Regions from separate parts of the Mus musculus genome. Here region 2 is linked to region 1. Evidence: chromatin contacts called from public Hi-C data. All regions are on one chromosome and are shown on one strand. The core of a region is the stretch at or near the end of the contact, and the rest is flanking DNA. Distances in the headings are between cores, read along the strand shown.

Region 1 (4,938 bases), core at 2,300-4,799:
AATGGCCCAAACTTCTGACCTTCAGGCTAAACTCCTCCCCAGTTACCTAGCAACAGTGAAGACCATAAAAAGGGGTGCTCAGCCCCCACCATGCTCTCTTACTCTTCTGCTCTTACCTCTTACCCCTCACTCTCACCCTCTCTCTCCTCTCTCTTTATCTTCTCTCCTCTCTCCTTTTCTCTTCTTTGTCTTCTTCTTCTTCTTCTTCTTCTTCTTCTTCTTCTTCTTCTTCTTCTTCTTCTTCTTCTTCTTCTTCTTCTTCTTCTTCTTCTTCTTCTTTCTCTCTCTCTCTCTCTCTCTCTCTCTCTCTCTCTCTCTCTCTCTCTCTCTCTCTCTCTCTCTTTCCCCCTGAATTTCTATAGTAAAGCTCTTAAAGAGTGTCTGTGCTCCTTCAAGGCCCTCTGCACACTCTGGTCACTGTTGGGAACTTCTTCCCCTATTCCCTCTTTCCTGCAACGCTGGGGCGTGCTAGCAAGGTAGCTGGAGGGGGGGGTTGTTCCCCTGTCTGGGGCTGCCCCTTTCTCCACCCCTCGCTGCGTGGGTCAGGCATGCTCACCCGCGGCCAAGTGGAAAAGCATCCAGCAGCTCTGCCTGCGTCTGCCTGCCCAGAGCACAGGGGAACTCTGGCCAGATGTTAGGCCCCTTTTCCTCCCCCACTTTCCCCCAGGGTCCCCCTTTTATTTTGTTCCCAACAACTGTCCCCTGTTCTTTTTTGTTTGTTTTTTTGTTGTTTTTTTTTTCGAGACAGGGTTTCTCTGTGTAGTTCTGGCTGTCCTGGAACTCACTTTGTAGGCTAGCCTGGCCTCAAACTCAGAAATGTGCCTGCCTCTGCCTCCTGAGTACTGGGATTAAAGGTGTGCGCCACCACTGCCCGGTTGTCCCCCTGTTCTTGATGTGAGCTATTATGATAGGGGTAAGATAGAATCTCAAAGTAATTTTGATTTGCCTTTTTCTGCTGTCTGAGGATGTTGAACATTTCTTCAAGTGTTTCTCACCCATGGGGAGTTCTCTCCTGAGAATTCTGTTTGATTTATACCACATTTTAAATTGGATTATTTGTGGGTTTTTTTTTGGGGGGGGATACCTAGTTTCTTGAATTCTTTATATATCTTGGACATTAAACCTCTATCAGATTTGCAGTTGGTGAAAATCTTTTCCCATTCTGTAGGTTGCTGTTTTAGTTTCATGAGGTCCTATTTATTAATAATCTAGTGCCTGAGCTATTGGTGTTCTACTCAGGAAGTTGTCTCCTACGACAATGTGTTCAAGGCTATTCACTGCCACTTTCTCTTCTAACAGGTTCGGTGTATCTAGTTTTATGTTGAGGATTTTGATCTACTTGGTCTTCAGTTTTGTGTAGGGTAATAAATATGGATCTATTTACACTCTTCTACATGTAGACATCTAGTTAGACCATCATTTGTTGAAGATACTTTCTTTTATTCAGTGTGTATTTATAAACTTTTTATGAAAATCAAGTGTCCATAGGTGTGTGGATTTATGTCTGGGCCTTTGATTCAATTCCATTGATCAACCTGTTTGTTTTTATGCCAATATAGTGTGGACTATAGCTCTTCATTACAACTTGAAATAAGGGATGGTGGTACCTCCAGAAGTTTTTTTATTGTTTAGGATTGTCTTAGCTATCCTAAGTTTTTTGTTTTCCCATGAGAATTGTCATTTTAATATTTGTAAAGAATTGTGTTGAAATTGTGATGGGGATTGCATTGAATCTGTACATTGCTTTTGGTAAGCTGGTCATTTTTACTATGTTAATCCTATTGATCCATTAGCAAGGGAAGTCTTTCTATCTTCTGATATCTTCTTTAATTTTCTTCAAAGACTTGAAGTTTTTATCATACAAGTCTTTTACTTGCTTGGTTAGAGTTACCCTAAGCTATTTCATACTGTTTGAGGGTATTGTGAAGGGTCTTATTTCCCTGGTTTGTTTGTTTGTTTGTTTGTTTGTTTGTTTACATGATTTATTTGCCAGTGTGTGCAGTGAAGATGAAGACCTGAGACACATACTGACATAAACTTGGGTAGAGCCAAACTTTGGGGTGATAGAAGTTTGCTCTAGTGTTGTTTCCATCTCTACCTCCACATTTTCCAGAACCCCGCAGACATCGACTCTGATGATGCTCCTTTCTTTTGTGAAATCTGCAAACATTTGTTCATAATGGACTCATAAGACTTGATATGATGCAAATGCAGTGTACCTGATGCGCTGATGTTTTATGTTCTATAGGGAATTCTGACAGAACTAGGACACATTGGTTGGTGTCTTTGCCCCACCCTCTGTGTGTGTGTGATAGGGTGTCACTATTGGAGCCTTGGCTGTCCTGGAACTGGATGTAGACCAGGCTAATCTTGATCTTCACAGAGATCTTCACTTGTTTCTTCCTCTCAAGTGCTTGGATTATAGGCATAGACCACAAAACAAAAATCATCTGGGTTTTTGTTTTTTTTGATTTGGGGGTGGATTATTTATTTAGTTTTGGGTCAATGTCTTACTATGAGGCCTTAAGCTTTCTAGGGAGACCTCTGTATATATTTGGTAAATAGTCTAAAACTATTTAAAATCTAAAAATGGTTAAATTTGTGGATTCTAGAACCTACTGATATAAAGAGCCAAGAAGTTGTAACCTCATGAAAAATAGTCTATTGGTGGACAGGCCACTAGTGCGGATGTTGTCCGCTGAGTTCCACATTTCAATATGTACGCTACCTGGCAAAGGACAAAACGTATAGAAAAGGAAGACCCTGAACCTTTGTTACTGGAGGACGCCAGCTACCTTTTCTTTCCTTCAGTCTCAGGGTTTTTACATGGGAGGTGTTTGGAGAGAGTGGTAGAGAGGCAGGAAGAGAAGATAGATTTTTGCTGTGGGCCCTCCACACAGAGCAAACTGGGACTTATGGAAGCTGGAGGTCAAAAAATGGCCAAGACTGACTATGAACTTGTTTTAGGGTCTGTGGCTTGAAGGTGAGGGTATTAAAATTATTTTAAAATGTGTGTTTGTATGTGTGTGGTATGCATGTGCATGTATCTGTATATGTGTGTGTGTGTGTGTGTGTGTACACGCTCTCATGCATACAGGTGTATATGTGTGTGTGTGTGTGTGTATGCATATAGTGGGTATGTGTATAGATGTGTGTTTGTGTACAGGCTGGAGGCCAAAATCAGGTATCTCTATCTCTCTACAACTTTATACAAGGCAAAGTCTTACACTGAACTCAGAGGACTAGTCATCTCAGCTATTCTGTAGCAAACTGCTCCGGAGATCCTGCGTGTCTCACACAGTGAGATGCCAAGTGGGCTGCCACACCCACACAACATTTACTCGGGTGCTGAGGCTCTCCCTGCTCCTCACACTTGTTCAGCAACCACTTACCCACAGAGCCATTTCCCCAGCCCTGGTTATTAAAATTAAGAATTCCTTAAGGGCCCAGATCTTGAAGAATAAATCTCGTCTAAAACCAAGGCACAGTAGCAAAGAGGGTGAACAGTGCAGGCTTTGGGCTGTGCTTTTCTTCTTCTTTGGGTCTGGCTTTGTTCTATAGTGTCAGCAATATGGCGTCTGGCCAGCGGCAGCACATTTTGTAAGCCTGTTCCACTGAAAACTATTACAATTTGGAAAAATTCCCAGTTGCATAGTCCTCCGGAAATGCCGAGTGCTTTCAGAGCTTTGCAGCCATTATCACATCTATTAGTTTAGAGTCAATTCTCTGCTTGCTTCTCTATCAAATTGTATGGCTTGGGCTCATCAGAGGGGGAGAGACTTTAGCTTTGAGGAGACATGATCACATTATCTGTAGAAATCACATTTTCTCTCCACAGGCTTGGACTGCTGCTGCCCATAAGCATTAGCTTTATCATTTCTTTGCTTCAGATGTCCTCAGAAAATGACAGAACAATGCCTTCCAAGGTTCCCACAGTGCAGATAAAGGAAAGTGGGCTGGTAGGAGCATAGGTCACATTGGAACCATTTGGCCTTTGCCTCGTGTGCTTCAGTGCGTTCCTTTCTGTTTGCCTGTCCATGTGTGAAGAAGACATAATTACACCTGCTTCTTATTTGCCTCAGAGGAATGTTCCAGAAACACATTTCAGGATCCTATAAAGTCCCTAGAGCACAGAGAAGTAAAATTACAAGAAAACTCATAGTTGTCGGAATAGTCCTGCAAACCTTGGCTAATTCTATCAGTTTATTAATGAAGATGCATTGCTGTATTATTGCTATATTCAATTTCGTTGAGTGTCTCTGTGCTCTGTGACTTGGTACCTTGGTGCATATGTCTAAGAAGAGAGTTTGCAGGATGGATATTCAGCCAAAAATGAAGGCTTGAAATGGCCCATTTCCTTTGAACTCATTTGTGTTGAGGGTTATAGTGGAAAGGAATGAGCTAAAGAAGGACTACTCGGTGAGCAGCTCTACCCTTCACCATACACATGCTAGGATTTTTCTGGTTCATGGCAAAAAAAACAAAAACAAAAACAAAATCACTTAGGTCAGCAAATATTTCTTCAGGTCAGAAGTGGTTGTTTCATTCTGGTTCACCCTCAGACTCATGCTCAGCTGTCTGTCTTACCACTTGTCTAAGGATGGTACCACCACAGCAGGCTGGCCCCTCCTACACCTACTAATAATCAAGATAATCTTCTGAAGACATGCCTTCAGGCCAGTCTGATCTAAGCAACTCCTCCAGTGATGTTTTCCTATCAGATGACTGTGGGCTGTGTCAATCTGACAGTTAAGGCAAAACAGGGTAGCGACTGTGAAGAGAATCATTGGAAGAAGTGGGCCATTGATTGGGAAGAGAGGGGGAAGTGGTGTCTCTGAGGGGACAAGAGAGGGTAACAGGGGGTGGGCATGTATACAAATGTTACTGTGCTGGTTGGTTAGTTTTGTCAACTTGACACAAGCTGGTGTCATCTGGGAA
Region 2 (4,701 bases), core at 1,647-4,146, 98 kb after region 1:
TATAAGCACCTGGGTGAGAAGTTGCTTACAGGTGCATGGGCAATTCCCCAGGCAGCTGTGTCAATGGGGCTTTCTGGATGAGTCTTTTCTTTCTCAGCAACTGCTTAATTATGCATAATTATAATTAATTACACAACCCGGGAAGAGCTTCCCAGCCTTGCGTGGTCTAGTACAAGGTATATAATCAACGCCCCCAGGAATATTCTGTGCGCGCACACTCTATCTCACCCGGGCACGCTAGTGCCTGCCTTTGAAGGGTGCTCATGGGCCTGCTCACAACTTTTTCTGTTATTCTTGGTTGACTCAAGACTATGATAAAAAACAAACTTTAAAATTTCATTCATTCATTCATTCATTCATTCATTCATTCATTCATTCATATATGTGAGTTTGTCTGTGTGGGTGTGCAGATACACAAGGGCTTGTGGGAATCGATCTTCTCTCTCCACCCTGTGTGGCTCTGAGATAGAATTCAGGTCAGCAGGCTAACCTACTGAGCCATCTTACTGCCCTCCCCCAAGTGTTTTTAAATAAAGAGAAAGATTTTAAAAATAAGAAGGAGGAGGAGGAGGAGCAGGAGGAGGAGGAGGAGCAGCAGGAGGAGGAGGAGCAGGAGGAGGAGGAGGAGGAGCAGGAGGAGGAGGAGCAGGAGGAGGAGGAGGAGGAGAAGGAGGAGGAGGAGAAGGAGGAGGAGAAGGAGGAGGAGGAGGAAGAGAAGGAGGAGGAGGAGGAGCAGGAGGAGGAGGAGGAGGAGGAGGAAGAGTATTGGTCCTAAAAGCAAGATTGAGGTAAATCATTCCAAGGTGGATTGCTGTGGCAAAGCAGGCATGCCCATAGCCAAACTGACCACTAGATGGCACCACAACACCGACTAGTTTTCTGATTTGGGCACTTGGATTTCATGACCAGATGTAGGAAAATAGAAAGGCTGTGGAGAGAAGACTGCAGGATTGGCCCGATGATCATGATGTGGTGGCGACAACGAAGAATAAGAATAATTATTGTTTAAATTATTGCTATTATAAAAAAACAAACTAGGGAGAAGGACTAAGTAAGATAGGTTTACTATAAAGAAAGAAAAGATAAGGAGTGGGACCTGACCCCAGCCTTCTCACCTGCCCTGGAAATACATCTCAGTTATTAAGGATCCAAGACTTTTCCATCTCTGAGAGAAGGGGCCTTGCCTGTGTAGGCCTTTCTTTCAGGTTACTAAATAAAAGTGCACAATATCACAGAACTTAATTTATTGAGACTCCAAAATCTATGTCAAGCCATTGTTGTCCTTTCAACAATAGCACACCAGCCACATTCTGTTTACTATTAGAGCATTTGTATGTGTGTGATTGAAGTGGATTTTTAGTTCTCACTTATTTTTAACTTCCTTTTCCCCCCTCCTTTTAAATTTACCATTCAAAGAATTTCATACATGCATTGCCCTAGTTAAGTTTTGCACTGTGATCAATACTCTGGCTGAAAGCCACCTGGGAGAAAAGCATGCTGTTATAGCAGGCACAGTTGTAGTGAGCGTACAGTTATAGCAAACACACAGTTAAGGCCCATCATGATGGGTCATGGCAGGAACTCAAAGCAGGAACCTGGAGGCAGGAACTGAAGCAGAGGCTACGGAGGGACTGTATTTACTAGCAGGCTCCCCACCCCCACCCCCACCCCTGCTTTCTCAGCCTGCTTTCTTCTGGGCCCCCAGACTACCCGCCCAGAGACTGCAGCATTCACAGTAGCCTGGGCCCTCCCCCATGCCAATCCTCAATCAAGAAAATGCCCACAGGCTGCCAGTAGCCAGTGTGGTGAGGGCAGATTCTTAACTGAGGCTCCATCTTCTTAGATGACTCTCCCTTGGGTCACTTTGACAAAAACAAAAAACAAACAAACAAACAAAAACCAGAAAGTAACCAGGCTGTTCAAGGACACAACCTGATCAAAGCCACTCCCTCATCTCCACCTCCTCCCCATCCTCCCTCATCTCCACCTCCTCCCCATCCTCCCTCATCTCCACCTCCTCCCCATCCTCCCTCATCTCCACCTCCTCCCCATCCTCCCTCATCTCCACCTCCTCCCCATCCTCCCTCATCTCCACCTCCTCCCCATCCTCCCTCATCTCCTCCTCCTCCCCATCCTCCCTCATCTCTTCCTCCTCCCCATCCTCCCTCATCTCCACCTCCTCCCCATCCTCCCTCATCTCCTCCTCCTCCCCATCCTCCCTCATCTCCTCCTCCTCCCCATCCTCCCTCATCTCCACCTCCTCCCCATCCTCCCTCATCTCCACTTCCTCCCCATCCTCCCTCATCTCCTCCTCCTCCCCATCCTCCCTCATCTCCACCTCCTCCCCATCCTCCCTCATCTCCACCTCCTCCCCATCCTCCCTCATATCCACCTCCTCCCCATCCTCCCTCATCTCCTCCTCCCCATCCTCCCTCATCTCCACTTCCTCCCCATCCTCCCTCATCTCCTCCTCCTCCCCATCCTCCCTCATCTCCTCCTCCTCCCCATCCTCCCTCATCTCCACCTCCTCCCCATCCTCCCTCATCTCCACTTCCTCCCCATCCTCCCTCATCTCCTCCTCCTCCCCATCCTCCCTCATCTCCACCTCCTCCCCATCCTCCCTCCTCTCCACCTCCTCCCCATCCTCAGCCACTGCCCTCCCAACTCCACGTGGTTCTTTAAAACTCACTGACTGAATCGTCTCAGTGCTGCCAAATTGTTCATCTATTGGCCCATCCACAGCAATATGGGCAGCCTCACAGGGGCTGCATCCCTGGAGCAAACAGACTCCCTTGTCCAGCCACTAGGGATTGCTGATAGCGCTTATAAGCCCCTCCCTCCTCCATGCTGGGATCTGCTGACTTGGTCTTGTGCAAGTTCTGTGCACTCATTCACAGCTGCTATGAGGTCATGTGTGCACAGGCCCTGTCCTGTTTGGAAAACAGAGTTTACAGTAGTTCTCCACCCCCGCTTGCTCTTTCAGCCTTTCTGCCCACTCTTCTGGGATGACCCCTGAGTGGTGGGGGTGTATGTAGATGAGTTAGATGGCTGGGTTCACTGGTGAGTACTTTATCCCCTACTAGTATGTGTAGCACCTTCTGACACTATGGAAGCTGGCCAGTGCACACAGATGATTTGGTCAGCCAGTAGGAATTGACGTTTCCAGGTCTGCACTGGCTTGCTTTCTCCATGTTCTGGAGGGTAACCACTAACAAAGGCAACAGCGTCTGTTTTGAGGGGATATATGGGACCCTTTGAGCATAAGCTGTCTTAGTGCATCCTATTAAGACTGTCACCTCAGTAAGCAACAGCTGTCAGGCCAGATGTAGCTAGCCCTGGACAATTATTTATAAATATATTTATCTTGGTAAGACTGTATTATTAAAAACTGCTTGATCCCAGTGAGGCAGGAGAGTACAATGGAGAGAAGACCACTGTTGCCAAGGTGGACATAAAACAGGGCACACATGAGACAGCCTGTGCTACATAAATGGCCTCATAGACCAGGATATAAAGTCCCAGTGCTCCCTATAGCGTTTGCCATTGAGTTCCCGACTCTTCTCCCAGCTCTGGCTTGCTTCCTTCTCTCAGAAAACTGTTTCCACATCTGCGGCTGTCCATGAGCCCCGTTCAGCCTCTTGTTCTAGAACACAGGAAGCTGGAAATCCCAGGAAATCTCAGCACTCACCAGACCCGCATATCTACAGACATCACCATGATGGCGCTCACCAGACTCCCATATCTACAGACATCACCATGATGGCGCTCACCAGACCCCCATATCTACAGACATCACCATGATGGCGCTCACCAGACTCCCATATCTACAGACATCACCATGATGGCGCTCACCAGACCCCCATATCTACAGACATCACCATGATGGCGCTCACCAGACTCCCATATCTACAGACATCACCATGATGGCACTCACCAGACCCCCATATCTACAGACATCATGATGGCACTCACCAGACCCACATATCTACAGACATTACCATGATGGCACTCACCAGACCCCCATAGCTACAGACATCACCATGATGGCACTCACCAGACCCGCATATCTACAGACATCACCATGATGGCACTCACCAGACCCGCATATCTACAGACATCACCATGATGGCACTCACCAGACCCCCATAGCTACAGACATCATCATGATGGCACTCACCAGACCCACATATCTACAGACATCACCATGATGGCACTCACCAGACCCGCATATCTACAGACATCACCATGATGGCACTCACCAGACTCCCATATCTACAGATATCACCATGATGGCGCTCACCAGACCCGCATAGCTACAGACATCACCATGATGGCACTCACCAGACCCCCATAGCTACAGACATCACCATGATGGCACTCACCAGACCCCCATATCTACAGACATCACCATGATAGCGCTCACCAGACCCCCATATCTACAGACATCACCATGATGGCGCTCACCAGACCCGCATATCTACAGACATCACCATGATGGCACTCACCAGACCCCCATAGCTACAGACATCACCATGATGGCACTCACCAGACTCCCATATCTATAGACATCACCATGATGGCACTCACCAGACCCACATATCTACAGACATCACCATGATGGCACTCACCAGACCCCCATAGCTACAGACATCATCATGATGGCACTCACCAGACCCCCATATCTACAGACATCACCATGAT

What was found. Hi-C and Micro-C count contacts between places; a contact is called where the count stands out from the background.
Region 2: a Hi-C map of liver shows a contact between it and region 1, with 2.0 times the contacts expected there. The contact joins two enhancer-like sites. A contact is called at or near these places in 6 of 484 Hi-C or Micro-C datasets (embryonic fibroblasts, embryonic stem cells, liver and 2 more) and 1 of 115 datasets of contacts at active chromatin or transcription factors (acute myeloid leukemia).

Annotation. Positions count from the first base shown.
Region 1 is chr5:21,165,567-21,170,504 of GRCm38.p6, forward strand. No RefSeq gene overlaps it. Among named protein-coding and RNA genes, the nearest start is that of Gsap, 18 kb to the right of the region's middle. Within about 2 kb of position 3,550, at least 51 of the 459 cell types and tissues checked have an H3K27ac peak or open chromatin away from gene starts, as enhancers often do. A contact at or near this core is called in liver, where this site is marked.
Region 2 is chr5:21,264,380-21,269,080 of GRCm38.p6, forward strand. The region is part of intron 19 of Gsap (gamma-secretase activating protein); the gene reads left to right. Among named protein-coding and RNA genes, the nearest start is that of Gsap, 80 kb to the left of the region's middle. Within about 2 kb of position 2,897, at least 18 of the 459 cell types and tissues checked have an H3K27ac peak or open chromatin away from gene starts, as enhancers often do. A contact at or near this core is called in liver, where this site is marked.